Regions from separate parts of the Mus musculus genome. Here region 1 is linked to region 2. Evidence: chromatin contacts called from public HiChIP or PLAC-seq data. All regions are on one chromosome and are shown on one strand. The core of a region is the stretch at or near the end of the contact, and the rest is flanking DNA. Distances in the headings are between cores, read along the strand shown.

Region 1 (4,161 bases), core at 1,555-4,054, 450 kb before region 2:
GTAAAAATGGTACTTATCTCCATTGAAAATGACGTCTCTTGTTTTGAGTAAGATTAGGCAAGTCTTAAAAAGTTTATGAGACACTACTGAAAAAGTTAAGAGATGGTTGACAACTGGCATTAGCAAACCAATCAGAGTTAGGCTTAGTGGACAAATAGTGATGTATAGATGGCTGGTGGGCAATCAGAAGGTATATAGATGGTTTGTGGGCAGTCAGGAGATGTCTAGATGGCTTGTGAGCACTCAGAGGATGTGTAGGTGACATGTGAGCATCCTGAGGATGTATAGATTGCTTGTGAGCTCTTAGGAGATGTATAGATGGCTCGTGAGCTCTCAAGAGATGTATAGATGGCTTGTGAGCACTCAGAAGATGTATAGATGCCCTATGAGTGCTAACTTCCTTGTTTTTAGGTAAAGAAATCTCTGGGAAGCACCTAGGCCCAGTTTTGTCTTCAGCCCCTGTGCTAAGGGACAATGACATGTCTGTGGTCCTGAGGCTATGACTCTTCTCAGATTTGATTCATGCATATTATTTGTGAGTCAAGCAAACAGCTCATATGTAGGTGTGTGGGGTGATCATTCCTCTGCAGGGTGGATATTTCTTTCCTTTCCATTGTTTCTCCTCAGCCTGTACTAGAATCTCCCTGAGAGTGAACATGTGCCACCGTGACTCCAGGGAAAGATGGCGGCACATGCATCACCCTTTCCAGTCATCATATTACTTGGGCGGCATCTGTCTTCACAACCCAGCACTGGCCTCTTGGGTGATATGAGGAAGCAAAGGGCAGCAAAAGCTGTAGTTTTCTGATTCTAAATCCAAACGAGAAGAGAAAACTAACTACAATGGAAGGTGGTATGCAGGGATGCCCAAATAACTATTATTTATAGTGTGTTATTTATTTCTTTTACTAAGTTGATTTAATTGACCAAATGTTTTGCTTTTAGATGCGCACATCTTCAGATTGCTGTTTGGTGAGCAGAAGCCACAGCTAATGAGAAAATATAATGAGGCCCCAGAAAACATTTTAAAGTATTAAATATCATCATTATTACAGCCTTTTCATAAAAATGCCCTTGTGTGTTTACTGTGACATGAGCATGAGCTTTGGAAACAGCAAGCCTTGATCGAGTGTGGCTTCAGCTAGAGCTCTTAATGTGATGGTGAGAGGATTATCACACCTCTATAAACTTATCTACAGGATAATTAAGAATCTGCATTCATTCAGTAACTATCAAATGGACCATTAGGTCGGCTCTGTGGTAGCTGCAACCCACAGAGGGGCCAAAACCATTTGATGTTGAGTCTTCTATGCCCTGTGTGACACTGCTCCCACAATCAGGTAATATTACAGACTAGTAAAATAACAAACAGGGCATTCTAGAATATTCCAGGGTTAGCTCCGAGTGGGGAGGGGAGGGGAGTGTGTAAATTAGGGAGTGCTCCTCTCTTTCAATCTGTAAGATACATGAAGGTGAGAAGAGCGGTGGGCCTTGAGTTAGGAGACAAAGCAGGAGCATATCATTGTGAGGGCCGAGAGTTAGGAGAGCAAAACAGTAGCATAGCATGAGACTCTTGTGGGTCAGGCAACAGAATTAGACATCCATCCTAAAGCGATGACTACTCCCTGGAGGGCTGTAGGCAAAGACATCGTAAGTTGATTTCTACTTTATCATGTTCACTCCAGCAACTGTGGAAAGGGCCAGAAGAAAGCAAGACTATGGAGCAAGAAGCAACGGCAGCTTCAACCCAGAAATGGCGGGAGCGAATGGAAAGGAGTACATGAGTGGAAAACCGGGCATCCCCAGTGTTAGAACAGGTTTAACAGGCATCTGAGAGGATGAGGGAATTGGAGAAGGATTTGAAATTTCTAATTGCCACAACTAAAGCAATCACAGTCCTATTCATGGAGAGTAAAGGCAGACAGAAGAGTGACCAGAAAAAGCAGATGCAATTGTGTCTGCTGAGCCTTACATGTCAATGAAACAGCCACTGGAGCTTCCAAATGGCTGTTGGATCCATGAGTCTGAAGCTCAAACATGACTTGGCATGGTTAGTTTCAATGTTGCTAGTATGTATGTGGTGACAAATTGGAAAACTGTGAGATTGTTCAGGCTGAAAATCCAGAGCAGAAAATAGGAGTCTCAGGTCTACAGTGGTCTTCAACCCAGAAATATGTATGTTATTTTATCCTATGTCTGGGTTTCTGGGGAGCTAATAAAGATCAGACGTGTCAACACACTATCTCTGAGAAGGACGTAAGATTCACGGGCACTGAGGCTCAGGACCCTGCATTTCTCAGTTACCCAGCCTTAGAACTCTGATGCAAGGGATAAATAAGGACAGAAGAACCTTTGGATATAAAAGGTCAGGCCATGCAATGCCACGGGCTGCAAGTAGTTACTGATGCCGTGCTTGGCCTCTGTGTGGGATATCCTGAATTTCCTTTCCTGATGCCATTCTATAGGGCTCTTCATGAACATCCCGAGGAGGGAGTGCTTTAATAGGAGAAGTGGCCAATGGTGCTGTGTGCCGTGAAGAGTACCAGTATCACGGGTAACTTGAACGTCACCAGGAAGTAGCCATGAAAGGGGATTCGCAGAGTACTATGGAGTATTGCTTAGGATTCTGGCACTAAAGCTTGCAATAGTACTGCTTAAACAGGAGAAACATTTCTTCTTCAGGTCTAACAAATCTTGGCACAGTCTCTTGCTCTGGAATGCCATTCCATTATTGTATTGACCAGAGGCTGCTCTCTCATTCCCACCTTATGAGTAGTTCATATCTCAAATTCATACCATGGTACGTCAGCTTCTAGAACTTGAGCTTTCTCATCGATGTTCTACCATGATGAAGGAAACAGAAAACAAGACCATCAAGCACTGTCCCTTTAGTAAGCTCCATGACTCTCCTACTAGCCTCTCACCAATCACAATCAAGGTGCAATCAGAGCTAACTGCCAAAAAAACCTAGGAAATCTGGTCGGTTGAATGACAAGTGCCTGGCTGGTGAGTAGCGTTATAGTGTCAAATAGAAAGACTGCATACTATGGAACCATTAATAATCCCTTTAGAAAGTGAGGTGATAACCTGGACCCTTGGGGACACCTAGAAACTAAACCACCAATCAACAAGCAAGCTTGAGCTGGACCTAGCTTCCCAAGCCCCACACATATGTAGCAGATGTACAGCTTGGTCTTCATGCAGGTCCCCCAACAACTGGAGCAAAGGGTGTGAGAATGTCCCTGAATTTGTTGTCTGCCCATGGATCCTGTCCCTCTAGCTGGACTGCCTTGTCTGGACTCAGTGTGAGAGAATGTGCTTAGTCCTGCAGTGACTTGATATGCTAGGGTAGACGAATACCTGGGGTGGAGGTGGGCTCACCCTAGAGGAGAAGGGAATAGGACTGTGTAAAGGAGACCGGAAGGAGGGGGGTGCTGTAATTGGAACGTAAAATCAATAAATAAATTAATGAAAAAAATTAAAAATTAGTTGATAAAAAAGAATAGAAAACAAAATAGGAAGAGAAAGTACAAAACCACAGACATTTGTTTTCCCAAGTGAGTGCATTTTTTATGCCACATCTTTTGAGAATGGTTTGGATGTTTGGTGGTTTAGAGCATGTTATTTCATTTCTGAATGCTGAGAAGGCTGTTGGAGGAAGAGGCTTTGCAGTCAGAGAGTCAAGAAAAGCAGCTTAACTGCTGAGGTGGTCATGTGAGCTGAGGGTTTGGAGTTTGGGTAGAGATTTCCAAACTTTAGGCACATAAAAATGTTGACATTCATTTCTTGTTAGGCCTTATTCGGCCAGAAACTGAGGCCAAGTACTAGTGAGGAAGGCTAAGCCTTTGCTTGAGTTTAGAGACCTGTCTTGTTCACTTCCGTACTGGAGTGACTCAGCACTTCCTGCTTAAGCCTGCCTCTGTCTAGCTACCCCTGATGTGTCCATTTCTTATAGGCCCCATGAGATAACCCCACACCCCTGGTCATCTCACCCCATACCTTCTGTCACCCTTCCCTGACCCCTATGCCATCTCACCTCAGCAAAAATCCCCACCTTCTTCCTCAACCCTATATAAACAAAAGACTAATACAATAAAATGAGTTCCTGCTTTGAGGACTCCCAGCTGGCCTGGTGAATCTCAGCCCCAAGAGACTCAGCCA
Region 2 (4,514 bases), core at 2,011-4,510:
CTGCGACTCCAGGCCCCGGGGCCTGATCCTTTTACCTCAAGACATCAGACATAGATGTGTTGCACATAATATACGCAGGCAAAACATACACATAATTTTTATTAAAAAAATCCAAAAATTAAATAGAAAAGACAAAGAGAGAAGGAAGGAGGGAAGACACAAAGTAAAACAACCACAGAAACAGATAAAAACCACAGTAACAGCAGTTGGGCATGGCAGAACCTGGTTGTTATGCCAGCACTCCGGAGGCTAAGGTATGAACACCTCTCTGAATTCAAAGCTATCATGTGTGAGAATCCATAAGAAAACTCAAACCCAACAAAGGATGAAAAAGAGGTGGAATAAAAAATGCTACCAAGAGCCTTTCTGTAGTCCTCTTTAACAGGTTCTTAGCATTTGTAATATTGTTAGGTGTAATGGGGGAAGAAGAAGTTTAGCTACGAATATAAAGACTAAGGTAGCAGTATATGAGTATTGATTGGAATAAAGTTTATTTGGAGTGGAACTACTCTTTACATAGATATACTTGATCACTTGCTGTAAATAAAATCGTTTGATGATTAATCACATCTCTTCTTTTCAGGATGGCAGTCATTAAACAAAGTCACTTTCGAGAAATTAAGTGACCCTGGATTTATATTACTAAAAATAAGTCAATAACTCAGTTATAGAAAACTAAACACTTGGACTAATAGAAAAGAATGTCCGGCAACCATCATTAATTAGTACAGGGCATTTCTAGATATAGAATTATTTTAAAGACGTGCTCTAAACATATTATAAAACACAAGCATAGAAGGACTTCATATGGTTTCTCTTATTTATAACACTGGGCACTTGGCATATAGTTCTAACAAATAAAATTCAGTGTACTTTAGTCTCAGGAGACATGTCGCTGAATGACAATATTTACAGAAGGTTGGGCTTTTCATTTCCTATACTCAAGTGAAGAGTGAACTCTCAGAGAAGTCAGACGGCTCAAGCGAATATAAAGAATAACTAGATGTTTTCTAATTAGGAGTCTCTACTTTTACATGCCAATGGAGAAAAAAAGTCACCTTCGTCACTTTCATTTCCTTCCTCCAATAAAATCTATATTTGCGGCTGCCCATTAAGAGTTCATTAGTTGTGATAATTGGGAGAAAGTCAGACATCCACTCTCTATTTACACATAAAAATGCTGAACAGCACGCAGATGAAAGCAATAATATAATTACAAATAGCACAGTTCACGCACAGCTTCCATCTTTTCTGTCTCAAAGTGGGATTGCATGCTCAGTAATGCACAGTGCTGTCACACAGGCCACCTCATTTGTCCCTCATTACAGACCCATGAGACAACAAGCAAGCAGCTTGTGTCCTCTCCTGAAGCTCGAACACTGGAGTAGCTTGCCCTCCTCTACACAGCTAGCTGATGAGCTGCTTTGATTCTATGCTCTGTCTCTCAGGCTACTAGCTATCCACCCCAATTTAGCTGGTGTTGAAAAGTCAATACTGCAAGGTTTTAATACCATAGATATGTGTTTTAAAAGTTCCAAAATCATAGGTGCTCGGACTAGTCTAGAAAATTCAACTCGTCAGCATCTACTCCATATGTATACTATAAATAGTGTGGAAAAGGGAAGGCTTGTTGAAAGCTAGCGACAGACTCCCTCACAGATGGTTTTATGGTTTGACAACAATTTTGGGTAGTAGATGACAAAAGATACCCCCAGAAGAGGTGCATATCCCACTTGTGTAAATATGGTTTCTTTGGCAATAGAATCCTCACTTAAACACAGGGTAGCATCCCACCCACAGGACTACAGAAGTCACTCCATTGCTTGTAGTGAGCAAATGAAATGAAATGAGGAGACTGGAGGACGTAGTGGAAGGCATGGAGACAAGTAGAGACTAACCAGTCCTGTTATTAGGGAGTAGCCTGCCTAGTGCCGCTGTTAGACAACCCTGAATGGCCATGTGGACCGTCTGCTTCAGCATCCCTCATCATAAACTGTGCCTAGGAAAGATGCACTTAGCTCAAGTCTGAGAGGCAGTGCTTTTAGTCTGTTACCTGCGTGGCCCACAGCACATTGCCCACAGTGAACAACTTCTGGGAGTCTGAATCAAGTATCAGACTTTATTGCAGAGACTATGGATTACAAACCAGTAATTTATTTTCCATCCTGAGAAGTGAAAAATTTTCTTTAAGAACCAGAAGAGTGGAGTGGTGCTGAGAACTGTCACCCTGATAGCACTTACACAAGGGGGATGCTAGAAGGAACACTGTCTATAAGAAGATGTTCAGTAATGACAGGCAAGAAGAATCAGTGTGTGGATACATGAGACAGGGGCTGCTGGGTAGCCCCTGGTAGCAATATCTGCATTGTTCATCCATTATATGCTATCTTCTTCCACTATGCAACTTAAGAATCACAGTATCATAACTCAAAAGAATCTTAGGACTCTGGTCAACTTTATTTCTCATAAACGAAGACTAAGGGTCAAACGTGGCCTCTCAGTTCATCACTAACTTGCACTACATAGTTCCTCTGTGAAACAGCCTAGAGAGAACTCAGGTGTAGAAGCCTATGCTCCTTCCACAGGGTCACCCTTCTGTCTGGAAGTGAACTTGATGAGCAATCTTGGGCCTGGCACAAGCACCTTTTCTATTTTACTTTATGCTCTGTGTAGAAACATATACCCAAGAGTGTGCAACGCTGCAAACTCACAGGAGCATGGCCCATCAGGGAAAAGAAAACTTGATGGGATTTTATTTGGCTTTGTAATTATCCCAAGAGTAAAATTCATACTCTAAAACCTTAGCTGTCATTTTGGGTGCTGTCATTTTGGGTGTCACTTGGGTGTGGCAGGGGAAAGCCACCTGGCTCAGTTCTTGAGTTCTCTGCAGTGAGATGGGAAGGCTTAGGTGGCCATGGTCATCACTGCTTCCTAATAGATGCCACACACACACAAATGCAGGTGGAAGACGGAAGGTGGAGCAGCCTTGAATGAATCAGTAAATATGGAGGGATGCATTCAGAGACTCTCCAGGCTGGAGCTTAGGGTGGAACTCTGAGTGGGTGGAACACGGCCGTACCCGCATCTCGAGACTACTTTCAATATTGCTTTAAATTGGATCCTTTAAAAGAACTTAATGGATTCGGTTATGATTTTAGTAGCTGCTATGAAAACGCTCTATGAAATGAGGGTGTTATATGTCGTACAGCGTAGAGACCAGTTCTGCATAGCACGGCTGTGAATCATTCGGTGTTTTCCACTGCACTGACGTTGTTTTTGACGTAAATGGAATGCTACAGGGGGAGCAGACCCAGGCAGCAGGGAGAGTGGGAGGGAGTGGAGAGGAATAACAATGGGGTCCACCGCATACTCTCCTGTGCACTGAACCCCTCAGAACACAGTCCTACCTGGCTTCTGCCGTTGTCAACTGAAATGCTGGGCATAACAAGAAACTTAAATGGTATCTGCATATTATACACAGTCACTGCAAGTTCATAAAAGATGGACCCTTGAGATTTGGGGGCTGATGCATATTGCATTCAGGTGGTCGGTCGGTTTAAGCATCTCAGAGAGGCACTGTGTGAGCAGACCCACAGCTCGAATCCAGAATGAGCTGCCATGACATAAAATTGTGCAATTTACCTAACCTCTCAGAGGTCCCTAAGGATCTTCCACAGCAAAGTGGGAACAGTAATGACATAAAATAATCACCGCATTGTTATGAAGACTGAATGCATTAGCAGACCTGAGTGCTTAGAAGAGTGACTGACACATAATCACCCCCCAACTGTCTTTATTTACTGCCACTGAATAGATTAGTAAGAATAAAGCAAGCTATAGAATAACATGTACATTTACTTAAAATATTTAGAAACTAGTATCATTCATATTTCCTAATAGTGAAATATGTACATTACATAAGAAAATTGAAGAGACATACTTCTTACTAGATTCTGAGATCAGGAGATGTGAGTCAAATAGGACTTTAATACAAATGCTAAAGATTTTATATTAGGCATTTGTTTTGTGTAGCTTTTCGTACTTACATTTTTGTGTAGTTAAAATTAAAGAGTAAAAAGTACACATTTGTTTTTTTTTTTCACTTGGAGCATCTTAATTCTCAATCTAGTTTGGTCAGCTCTGTTGTTTCAGGAGGATGATATAGGAATGTTCCTTTGACTTCTGCCTCTCCCATTGAGGAGCTCCTGGCTCTTCACACGGTGATACCACCTACCACGTTTACCGACTCAGTACTGTGTGAGATGCATTGCATCAACTATTATACCTAGAGATACAGATGCTATTGTTCTTATGATAGCATTCAGTTAGGAACCTACTCACAGGCAACTTCCAATGGGATGATGCAGACAGGTGGTAGTTTCTTTTGCAATTATTTAAATATAAAGCCAAGTAACATATCCCAAGTCATACTTACGAAATTTCCTAGGAAGGCTTTTTGTTTGTTTGTTTGTTTGTTTGTTTGCCAATTGCTGAAAGAATATTAGGAATTTCTT

Evidence for each region. HiChIP or PLAC-seq counts read pairs in DNA pulled down with a chosen protein or histone mark.
Region 1: an H3K27ac HiChIP or PLAC-seq map of the NIH/3T3 cell line shows a contact between it and region 2, with 8 times the contacts expected there. The contact joins two enhancer-like sites. A contact is called at or near these places in 1 of 39 promoter capture datasets (the 3T3-L1 cell line), 3 of 15 datasets of contacts at CTCF or cohesin (the NIH/3T3 cell line and embryonic stem cells), 26 of 484 Hi-C or Micro-C datasets (adipose-derived mesenchymal stem cells, cerebellum, cerebral cortex and 10 more), 3 of 115 datasets of contacts at active chromatin or transcription factors (the NIH/3T3 cell line and embryonic stem cells) and 1 of 9 other capture datasets (embryonic stem cells).

The regions. Positions count from the first base shown.
Region 1 is chr6:5,582,899-5,587,059 of GRCm38.p6, reverse strand. No RefSeq gene overlaps it. Among named protein-coding and RNA genes, the nearest start is that of Gm34470, 21 kb to the right of the region's middle. Within about 2 kb of position 2,804, at least 41 of the 459 cell types and tissues checked have an H3K27ac peak or open chromatin away from gene starts, as enhancers often do. A contact at or near this core is called in the NIH/3T3 cell line, where this site is marked.
Region 2 is chr6:5,128,682-5,133,195 of GRCm38.p6, reverse strand. All of the region lies in intron 11 of Ppp1r9a (protein phosphatase 1, regulatory subunit 9A), which reads right to left. Among named protein-coding and RNA genes, the nearest start is that of Gm46949, 23 kb to the left of the region's middle. Within about 2 kb of position 3,260, at least 12 of the 459 cell types and tissues checked have an H3K27ac peak or open chromatin away from gene starts, as enhancers often do. A contact at or near this core is called in the NIH/3T3 cell line, where this site is marked.